Linked DNA regions of Dromaius novaehollandiae: region 2 is linked to region 1. Evidence: chromatin contacts called from public Hi-C data. All regions are on one chromosome and are shown on one strand. The core of a region is the stretch at or near the end of the contact, and the rest is flanking DNA. Distances in the headings are between cores, read along the strand shown. Region 1 holds the start of PIM3 (Pim-3 proto-oncogene, serine/threonine kinase). Region 2 has its middle 380 kb from the start of IL17REL.

Evidence for each region. Hi-C and Micro-C count contacts between places; a contact is called where the count stands out from the background.
Region 2: a Hi-C map of liver shows a contact between it and region 1, with 5 times the contacts expected there. The contact joins the enhancer-like site here to the promoter of PIM3 in region 1. A contact is called at or near these places in 2 of 4 Hi-C or Micro-C datasets (brain and liver).

The regions. Positions count from the first base shown.
Region 1 is chr1:17,405,381-17,411,487 of bDroNov1.hap1, reverse strand. It overlaps PIM3 (Pim-3 proto-oncogene, serine/threonine kinase), which reads left to right and starts at 4,799. Exons shown (of 6, transcript XM_026113075.2): 1 at 4,799-5,458; 2 at 5,750-5,859; 3 at 6,054-6,104. The coding sequence starts at 5,374.
Region 2 is chr1:18,056,947-18,062,429 of bDroNov1.hap1, reverse strand. No RefSeq gene overlaps it. Among named protein-coding and RNA genes, the nearest start is that of IL17REL, 380 kb to the left of the region's middle. Within about 2 kb of position 2,974, at least 2 of the 2 cell types and tissues checked have open chromatin away from gene starts, as enhancers often do.

The sequences.
Region 1 (6,107 bases), core at 3,550-6,049:
ACAAAATGGCAAGAAAGAGGATCTGGGCAACTACAGACTGGTTAGCCTTACCTCACTCCCTGGGAAAACTGTGGAGCAAGTACTCATGGAAACCATTTCCTATCATACGACAGGAATGCGATTGAGAACAGCCAGCTTATATTTACCAAGGGAAATTGTGCTTAATCAAGCACAATTAAGTTACTGGTTCTATGGATGAGGGGAGAATAGTATATGTTGTTTTCCTTGACTTTAGCAAGGCTTTGGACAGTCTCCCATAGTATCCTTGCAGCCAAAGTGGGGAAATACCAGCTGGATGGGTAGACTACATAGTGGGTGAAAAACCAACAAGATCATTTGGCTCAAAGGGTGGAGGACAACTGTCTGAAGTCCAACTAGCAGTTGGTTACAAGTGGTGTTACCTGGCAACAATACTGGTGCCAATATCACGTAACATCTTCATCCGCTACCTGCATGATGAGCCCCTTGAAAGTACAGGTATGACACCAAATCCAGGGGGTCTGCTAGTACACTGGAAGGCAGAGCTGACATTCAGGGAGACCTCAACATGCTGAAGGAGTGGAACAACGGTCTTGAAGTTTTGAGTCTTGAGTGGAAGAACTGTCTTGAAGTTCAAAACAGACAAATACAAGGTCCTACACCTGGGTCAATATACTACTGCAAGAGAACAGGCTGGGACTGACTAGTTATTCCACAGGAGAGGACCTGGGGGTCCCGGTGGACAACAAATTCAAAGTCAGCAGTGTGCCCTTGTGGCAATGAAGACTTAGCACATCTTGGACTGCATTAGCAAGAGCATAGCCAGCAGGCCAAGAGAAATGACAGTTCTTCTCTATTCAGCACATACGCGGCCACCTCTGGAGTACTGTGTTCAGTTTGTTCTCTTCCTAAACACAAAAGAGACAGAACAGAGGCAAGAGAAGGGTCACTAAGATGGCTGGAAGCTTTCAGCATTTGACACACACAGAGAACTTGAGGGATCTGAGAGCACCAAGATTCTCAACAACTTCATCGGACTTTCACTACTACAGCATTCTTGGCAGCATTCCTTGTGGTTACATAATGCAAACAGATGCATTTTGGTAGTACCCTACAGAAGACCTACAATGATCATAGGTGTATGTTTGAGTACCTTAATGCCACCACTACAATATCTGATAATGTAGCACAGCAAATTTTGAACTGAGTTCCCTAGAAACATCAAACGATAGCCAGAAGTTGTTACTGTGTCTACGTTGCAAGCAGAAACTCCCATGGCATTTCTGTATTTCTGTGCATCACAAACTTACGCTTGCTCAGGGACCCTTGCACAGAAAAATTTTGTACATCAAAGAACAAACTGGCATCCTACCCATGAATGATCTTCCATTTATAGTTGCAAAGCCACTGCCAAAGAGGCCAAAACTAGTTTATAAAATATTTCTGCAGCTATAATTGTTTAGGACCACTGAACTGCATGTTCCAAGCCAGATCAAAAGAAGCACCACAAACCCATGAAAGGCTTATGTGTAAAGACAGGGTAAATTCCATGTCTGGGATCCATCTGTAATTCTGTCAAACCAAGAGTCCTTGTAGCTGTATACAAATTAAATGTCTGTCTGCCAAAATTAAGTGAACGGAGAACAAACACCTCATTATCACTTTTTTACAGTTTCTACGTTATTTTCTTTAACTTTAAATATAAAATATCCTCCCCTTTTACATTGTTGTCAAAATACAAATCAAATCAGGAATTATTCCAAAAGCAGAACTGAGGATCTTTTTTAGGTTACCATTTTGTTTCAAACATAGTACAAAGGTGTGCTATATTCTTTTGAATTGAAGTATTAGAGCCGATACAGCTGAAAAAGATGTAGCCTAAACTCAACAGGATTTTGAGGAAATTAGGTATTAATTTCTTGAACAGGCTCAAGGTAAATATATCACTGATTTACCATACACTGGCAATACAAAGATGGATTTTATTTGTTAAAGAAATTGCAAATATAGTTGGAATAAAAAGGTGTGATGTTCTACATTTACAGACTAAAGATACACACATGTTTTTGCATGCTTAGCTGTGTATAAAAACAGGAATTAATAACTACTTGCAGTGTTAATTCCTTAAATAATTAGCATTTGTGCATATTAATATTTAATGCCAGCTTTTCTTCTTAAAAATATTTGCTATTTCAACAACCAGAAATCTCATCTTGAAAGTGAGAAAAACTTCCTCTCTGTCAAAAGTGATGCTCAAAAGAGCCGATGACAAGGATTATAGCAAAAGGCAGATACAGCTATATCCTTTAAAGTAAACCTGGAACATATATTCTCAGATCTCGAAATCTTCCTACTGTTTGCTTTCATTCTCATTTCAGCAGCAAAAAGCCCATAACTATAGCAGGCATATGCCATTATCTGAAGAAACTTTCTAGAAATTTTGTAACTGTGATTAAACATAGCCAAAAAGACAGATTTCTAACAAACAAAAAACTTTGGCTTTCTTATTATCTGATATATCCAAATAATTAGCTTTCTTAAAAGTAATTTCTGTAAACCAGGAGCTTCCCGAACCCTTCAGCTGCTTAATAAACTGAACGGGTTAGTTGGGTTTCTCAGCAAACACCATGTAAGGTCTGTGGGAGAGAAACTTCTTCAAACCAGCTGATCCAGCTTCAAAACGCACATTCTGGGACATGAAGGGTTGAAACTGTGCCTGAAAACTTGACCTTTATAGCAGTTGGTCTAAACTAATAAAAGATATTACCTCTCCCTAGAAGCCCTGCTTTGTTTATGGGCATGATGGGCTGATATCATAGCACTACTATTATCAGCAGGAAACGCCAAGTGCCAGGCTCTCCCTGTGCCCCGAAGGGGGAGGACTGCCAGCGCTTCAAGTGATTGTCCAAAAATACCCTTACTTTAGGGATCCCGTCCACGTGCAGTGTCTGTATCTTCAGCTTCACTATTTTCGACAGAGGGACGTGACATTCCCCTTATGCAACTGGGACTTGGACGCAGCAAAAGGGGTTGCGGCGTGGGGCAAGTGGAAGACGCTGACTGCTTCAGTTGCCTGCAAATACTGTATTATTACCCAGCTACGCTGAAGCCTTGCGCATCTGCATGCCATTTCTCCAATTACATGCATCTGGGTAGCAGTCTAAGTAGCTGCTGGAACAATCACTAAGATATTGCTATCCAGCAAACGCAGCAGTAATTAATTGCTAAGTCAGTGGCCCTCCACTTTTGCTGGACTGACATGCGGCAAGACCCTCTAAATAGCCTCACACTTTCTGCTCTCTGTTGATTTTTAACGCTTTTTTGTTCGCTGGGGTCGGTGTCGGCGTGGCGCGCAGGGGCCAGGCCGCGGCGGGGCGGCGCCCGTTAACGGCCCCCGCGGGACCGCGAGCGCGGCGGCGGCAGCGCGCTGAACCTGCGGTACGCGCCTCACCAGGAGACACTGTAAAAGCCGCGTCGGAAGAGACAAAAAAAGTAAGAGTAAGACGACACTTTTAAAAGCTGCCTGAAAATTAATCTAGAAGGAGGAAGCGGTCCCCCCGCCAGCCCCCGCGCGCCCCAGCAGCGGGGCTAATCCCTGTGGCGCAGCGCCCCCTGCGGGCCGGGCCGCGCTCGGCTCCCCCGCCCCCGCCCGCTCGGGGCGCTGCCAGGCCGGCTGAGGCGAGGCGCCGCAGCGGGGGGACGGCTTTCCAGCGCCGCGTATCCGATTAGCGATAGCGCCGGGAAAACAAAACAGCTTCTTGTCATTGCTCGACTGGCATCTAAGTGGGGAGGGGGAGGGGAAGGGAGGGGAGGGAAGCCCTGAGCTGCCGCGGCGCGCAGCGCTGCGCCGATGCGCTGAAGCCTGCCCCCGCACGGCGCAGCCCGTGCTACGGCTACGTCTGGGCGAGCCGCGGTGTTTTCACGGAGGCGGTCTCGAGGCAGAGCGTGACTTACAAAAGAAAACAAAAAAGCGCGGCTCACGAGCGTGCAGGCGAGCGCCTGGGTGCCGCCTCGCCTTCTTCAGAGCGAACACGCCTCCAGCTTCTCCTGAGGAGTTAGCGGCAGCTGTAGTTAAACGAGAAATCACAGCAGAGGAAGGGCAGGAATTAGGAGACACAATGGGCGAGGGAGCATGACACGTTATTTCGGTAAACAGCGGCTGTATAAATAAGCGGGCTTTGAAATGCTGCGTTTGGAGGCGGGCGAGCGGGCGGGGGAAGGTGCTTTCATTAAAGGCTGAGGGAAGATAAAGCCGTGGCCCGGCGTGCCCTGGCGCGGCGATCATGGCGGCGGCTGCGGCTCCCCGCCCCCCGCCGGCTCCAGACGCAGTGTCTCGGCCCGCGCACAGAGTGACCTTTCCCGGAGCGGCCGGGAGGCGAGCGGGGAGGGGGACGGCGCGCCGAGGAATTCCCGCCCTGGCCCCCGCGCCGCCGCATGCAAATGAGCCCCTCCTGATTGGCCGCTCCCGCGGCTCTTTGAAAAGGCGCCCCGCCATTGGCCGCCTGGAAATGTTAACGCAAATAAGAGAATCTTGCCCTCCCCTCCCCCCCGCCCGCTAATGTGTGTGAGCGTTGCAGACAGTCTGTAACGCTGCGCGTCGATTACTACAAATAAGTAGTTCCCAGTCCCCCGCCCCCCGTGTTTACGATGGGGTGGGACGGGACTCTGCCGGCCCAGCCGGCCCCACCGCGGGCGCTGGGCGCCGCCGCGCCGCCCGCTCCGGCGCGGGGGGGCCGCGCGGCGGCGGGCAGGGAGAGGTGTTCCCCACTCCCCCGCGGAGGGATATCCTCCGCGCGCGCCGCTCTCTGCCGCACCAAAATATTGGGAGTTAAGAGGCGGCTCCGCGGCGTCGCCGGCTCAGAAGTGAGCGGGCAGCAAGGCGGCGCGGCGCGGCTCCGCTCCCTGCGCCCGCCACGACTCCACTGCGGCGCCGGCACAGCGGCCCCCGGCAGCTCCCCGCAGGGGCGGATTTTACACGCGGCGTTGCAGCCCCCGGTGCCGCCTGCGTGTGCTGCTGATCCTGCGTGCGTGCATGCTTCTCGGTGCGCGTGTTGGCACTGTGCTCGCCGGTCGGAAGAGGAAGAGAATCTTTCTCCCTATTTATTTTTTTTCCCGAAGGACTCCGTATTGTTTCGACTTGGATTCTCTGCCGGCTGTTTATTTCGGGAAGTGCCCGTCGGTCTCTGCTACGGCGCGAAGCGGCGTCGGCGGAGGAAGGAGCGAGCCGCGCCGCCCGCAGCCGCTCGGAAGGTCTCCCGGCCCGCCCGCCGCGATTCCGGCTGGGCGCGGAGCCTGACCGCTGCTCCCCGCCCGCCCGGCTTCTGACTGAGCAGCTCGCCCGGTGGACGCCCTAAATTTCGTTGCGGGGGATTTTTCGTGTTCCCTCTCCGGAAGATGTTACTCTCCAAGTTCGGCTCGCTGGCTCACATTTGCAGCCCCACCAGCATGGATCACTTGCCGGTGAAGATCCTGCAGCCAGGTACGGCGCGGCAGCAGCGCAGCGCGGAGCTTCCCGGCGGCGCCTCCGCGGGGCGCGGGTCTCGCCGCCGGGCGCGGGGGCTCCCCGTGGAGGCTCCTCGCGGCACGAGGAAACTTTTTTCTTTTTTTGTCTTTCTAACTATGGGAGGCGATTTATCAAAATGTCTTGGACAGAATTAGGGCAACACAGACAATACGTGTCCAGCGGACGGACTTTTTTTTCCCCTCCCCGCAAGTGTAGCTCGGCTTTCGAAATTAACGTTGTCTCTTTCTCTCTCTCTCGTCCTTCCAGTGAAAGTGGAGAAGGAGCCTTTCGATAAAGTCTACCAAGTGGGCTCCGTGCTGGGCAGCGGGGGCTTCGGCACCGTGTACGCGGGCAGCAGGATCGCCGACGGCTTGCCGGTGAGCGCGGGCTCGGGGCGCGCTCCCGGCGCTGGCTCGAGCCATGTTGGCGGGCGGCGGGGCGGGCGCGGCGCGGCCCCGCGCGGAGCCGCCGCGGCTTGTCGGGGGCTGCGACCCGGCCCAGCCCGGCGAGGTGAGGCGAGGCGCCGGCTCTGCCCGCCGCTCATGGCGCCGCCTTTCCCCCCGCTCTGCAGGTCGCCGTGAAGCATGTGGTGAAGGAGAGAGTGACCGAGTGGGGCACGATTGTA
Region 2 (5,483 bases), core at 1,725-4,224, 650 kb before region 1:
AATCAAGAAACTGAAAAATACTGCATTTGTTAGGTAACCAGTCACATCAAGATGCATTTTCAACATGCAATTGGAAAATACTTCCTATGGGATGGTCATAGTTTATCAGAAAGATAAACCTTACACTCGTGAATAATTATTATTTTTGCAGAAATCAGGACTAGTTTCCTGATAACTTGTGAACAGAAGCATCTACAGTCATGGCAGTGCTTATACAGCTAATAGTGTTTATATAGCTATAGTGCTCTACAGCTATTATTTTAACCAGTTTCACATTTTAAGATGATTTGGCTACTTCCCCCAGTCATATGCGCTGACTGTACAAAGGCATTTTGAAATGTCGGACTCCTTGGTGGAAGGAGGATGGATCAGCTGATTTCCTCAGGTCCTGACCAGCTCTGTTTCTGCTCTCCTAGACGTACTCTATGCTTCAGTGCTCCAAAATAAGACGTTCTGCAAACACATGGTGACTATTCGGGGCTTAACACACATGTAATCAGAGGAAGGCTCCCATAGTTCATCTAGGACATGACACAGTCAATGCCATTATGTAATGCAGTATCCTTTTATAAGCAATAATATCCCTTAAAATATGACACCACGTATTTTTTAATTAAATGCCGTATCTTTAAGCAATAGAGTAAAAAGTACATGCAGTATCCCAGCACAGCTACTTGATGTTATCTGTCCGCCCTTTTACATGAGCCAGAAGGAGAACCAGAACATTAACAAATAGCTTCTATTCTCACAGCTTGAAGCAGGCAAAGAATAACAAGTTGCGTAAATGGAAACAGAAATATTAGATTTCACATTATTCCTTTTTTTTCTGTCTTCTGAAGTGTTATTAGGAACAGAGGTAAGTAAAAATGTTGTAAAGGTTTAGCATCCTGTAACCTGCTAATTTCTATGTCTACCTCAGTCACTGGGATTTTACAACCAGCTGTAAGGAGATTACTTCAAATCCTTTTAGATCACTAAGAGGAGTATTTTTAAAGAGACCCTGTCAAGTGCTGTGGGCCCATGTTTTGATTTGGCTTTTGGAGTTGTAATCTGTTAGGCAGTGGGGATTTCCAACCTCTTTTTAAAGATAATGAGTTTTTCAGGCACTGAAATGTCCTCTGCATAGTTTAAGGCCTGGTGCACTTGGTATTTTATATGCCTTGGCCAGCAGAGGGACCCTTACTAAGAGACTGCACTAAGCTTCTCCATGATGTGGTAAACACAAGAAAACAATTCGGTGCTTTATGTTAGAGATTCTCCACTCTAGGAGTAAAAGAAAAGAAAAAGCTAAAGAAAAGCTCAACATTCAACTATTCCTGTAAAACAGGAAAGACTCATCCTGCAGCTAAATGCCAGCCCCAGGAGAGTTTTAGGCACAAAGAGGACAATGTCATTGCCTAAGAGACTTCTACTCCCCACTGAAAATTTAAAGGAACCAGCTGGAGAGATTTTTAGCTTGGGGTTTTCAGCAGCATTTCAACAATTGGCTTCAAGTATACATAACTGCATGTTTTGTTGAGTACTATACATACAAACACACACACATGCGTGCGTGCACGCACACACACACAAATCATTTAACAGATATTTTAATAAAGAGATAAGCAATCACTATGGAGCCTGTCAGTCAGTAGTTTCCTGGCAAATAATATGCAGTATAATTGACCTCTGAGCGCATATTCACCTAGAAGATGTTTTACTTAGACATGTGGCAATACGCTGATCAGCCTTTTAGAAGTTCTTCATAAATGTCTGTTGATAATAATTTATAACTTTTATTTGTTATATTTATAGGATTGAACTATTGTGGGAAGAGTCTGCCTTCTAGAAGTCTTTGCCTCTGGCCTGAAAATGAGTGCATATGGTTTCTGCTGAAGTTTCAGATGTGTCCTGCTCATCTTTTTTTTTTTTTGTTTTTTTGGGTTTTTTTTTTTCTGTTTTTTATGCCATGTATACCATATGGCCAGAAATATTGAAGTATAATATATTGTCATTTACTGACTTTAGGGAACTCTTGCTCCATTTAATTAAACAGGATGACTTGCTAATGCAAGTGCTGCCCGTTATGCATGAGAAGTCCACAGCTCTAAGTGAGGTGCAAGCAAGGCCACTTCTGGAAATTGAGACAAATTCTGTTGACTGGAGAGATGGACTCCCATCTGCAAATATTTTGTGTTTCTACTTTCCTGGGAACAAGAGGTGATCTTATACACATAAACACACATTTCTTTCTTTTCTTTTTTTCCAAAACTGTGTAGGTTGGATTAGATTAAATTGGATTTATCTATCTTTATTTAAACTACAAAATGTCACTTTTTCAACTTTTTCATTTTTTACTTCACCTTGGCAAAAATGGCACTCAAAGTTCCTCTCAAAATCTCAAAAGGTGCAGCAAAATGAAATTCTCATTCTCTAAACAGCTCTAGCCTGGGCAGCTTGTTAGTATCTCTCTGTAATGCCAAACACAAAACCCTGGAATGTCCCCAAAGTGGTCTGTGAATCTGTAATTGCCTTCTTAATTTACCAGAAACAAGGCCAATGGAGCTGGGAATGTCAAGAAAAAGTAACAAGGCATGTGAACTGCATTACCTGGTGCTGCCAAATATATTTTTGCATAAGAGGTTTGCAGCCTGCATATTTTCTAATGTGAAGCTGCCTCACTGTCTACTTCATATATGGAATAATGTGTGCATCCTCAAAGAAAATTACATTTACACTTATTTCAAAGGGTCTGCATTGAAAATTGCAAGCAAGACCGTTGCAATGCTCTCCTGAGAATCCATATTCCCTGCCAAAAAAATCCTCTCAGCCATGTCAGCAAGATTTCCATCACTGGGGCCCCGTAAACTAGGATTACCCATTTAGGGAGTTAATCAGGAGCAATTGTTGCTACATCTGTCTTAGAATGAACACAGCCCCCCTCCCTGCAGCAGCTCTGACAGCATGAGAGCATTATTTCTCAGTGCCACCTTCTACCGTTGCCTTATGAAGAATTTATATGTTTTGAGTTTTCCTTCATGGCAGGCGTCCAGCAGTGCTGTACTATAAACCTGCCACAAAGAATGAAAAAAGTGCAGTTTTCAGTTCAATTGGGGGCCGAGACTGATGAGCTCAGACAGGCCAAACCTCTAAAGGTTAGTGAGTCTGAACCTCGGCTGATTCACTGAGCACCGTCAAATTATGTACTACTAAGGAGACAGCAAACATTTTTAAAGACTAATTACTTGAGAAAGTTGTGGAGGGTGATTAATAGACCAGAATCCTTTATTGGAGTTCTCTTGAGGAACCCTAATGAAATAACAAATCCAGAGAGAGGACAAATTCTTTTCCTTTTTTGGCAAGTAGTTATTTAAGCAGAACAATGCTGCCAGCTGAATGCATCATTAAAGGGATGGCTTACTGTTGCACACCAAAACCCCCACTGTGATAAATGGCAAATAAAACACTTCTTTCATCCACACATCAAGGCAGATGAAGATGAGCAAAGCAGGGCTACCAGGAGCAGTTTGAGGGAAAGGATGAATCTCGTTGGAGTTAACGGGCCGTGACGGCCTGTAGAGGGCTCTCAAAGTCCTCTGCTGAGGCTCTTAACCCAGTTTCACAGACTGCAGCTGGAGGTTTTTTAAGGTCACTGAGGTCTTTCTCAAAAGGGCTAAACAAAAGGATCCTTCAGCATAAGCATGCATTTTTTCCTTTTCTATGGCCTTGCTGTTTCTATGCAATATCTCCAGCCACAACTTTGCCTACATTATTGGGTGTAGCAAACAGATGTTAGAAATCCACTGTTAAATATAAGTCTCTCCTGTAAGTGTCACTGGAAAAAACAAAGGCGCTTGGAATAGGAATGAATGCTTTAAACATTTTGTGCCCACTGTCATCTTTGAGAAGACTGTACTAAATGCACACAGAACGCAGGGTGGTGTGCCCAAATGTTTAGATGTATTCAGTTCATTTTCTTTAATTCCTGGGATGTTCTGCGATATGCTGGAAAACAAATATTGCATTCATTATCAGATTGTGTTACAGGATACACGTTATTTTTTATACATACAGCAAAAAGCTGAACCGGCTACAGAGGTTGCTTAACAAAATGCTTGCATTAAAAATAAAAACAACCTGTAAATAAGTGCCATACATGCATAGGGCATGAAGCCTGCAGCAAATTACATTTACATATATATTTCATGGCAATTAACCCCTTGTCTTGTCAGTTAATGACATATTTTAATTGCTCATAGCCATGCTTTTCTTTCTTCAAAAATATGACCTGTACTGGAAGAAGGAAAGTGGCCTTTCCCCTTTGACAATAGCTGCATTTTAAATTCCCAGTTTTTGCTGTGATTAGCTTTACATGTAGAGCTGAGAAAATTCAGAAGAAATAGATTATTACAACAGCTTCAGTTCCTGTCTTTCCTTGTCTGGCTATACTGAAAGGAAGAACCCTCTAAAATTAGTTAGGATAAGTGCTGTTTTTCATTTCTTATAGAGATCCTTTAGAGAAGGCCATATCCTGTGACAGTCCTTGACAGCACCTTCTGGCATTACCAGTTTTGTTTATTTGCCTTTTCAGGAAATTTTTCTTTTATAGTTTACTACTGTTATTTCATGGTCCTATTTCCTTTCCAGTTAGTATCAGGGTAGCATTAGCTAGGACAAAAGTTATATACGGTAATGTTATGTCCTGTTTGTGACTCTGTATGTAGCAACACAGCTGTAGAAGTCATCTTGTAATTCTTGTTTCTTACTGGGTTTCTGAATAAGCCATTCAAAGTATCCTTCAGTTCTGTTCTCCTTAACTGTAGTGGCAGCTGCCTTTGAGTTTCCAAAACTGTTTGCTGTGACTACATAATAACTGGTGGAAAGAAAATGGGCAATAGAGGGAGACTTGTAGGCTGCAGCTCGAAGCAGTGACAGTGTCACCAGGTGGCACATACAACAAATCTCAAAGCTGTTGAATGACAAGCAGAAAAAATCAAGATTCCTCAAATGTACCCAGCTTTAAAGGGTCTAATCTTTTTTTGTTTGTTCATTTCTGGCTTCAGCTCAGCCAAGGGAGAGAGCCATTCCCTCTCCATGTTAAATGGCTGTGGCCAGAGACCTGTGTGGTGAGAATGGGACTGTCAGGCATATGTACAAACATTATTGGTTTACAGTGCTATATAGGCATCAGAGGGAAAAGTACCTTTCAGTCCTAAGCCCACGACACTGTAGAAGGTTCTACAGAACCTCTGTTCTCTTACAGTGAAGGAAACTGTAAATTTGTTTAAACAGGCAGGTTCTCTGTGTGTGAAGAGAAACAGGAGGCCTTTCCTATCTGCCATTCCTAATGAGTCATACAGCACATACCACTGCTGGATGTTGGAAGAGAGATTGTCAGGCAGTGGCTAAATTGTTTATAAAAATGTTAGCATATATTTAAGTTTTCCTGGACATACTCTGTTTTTCTGGGCTGAGATTTTCTCTACAAGGGTTTTGAAGACGTT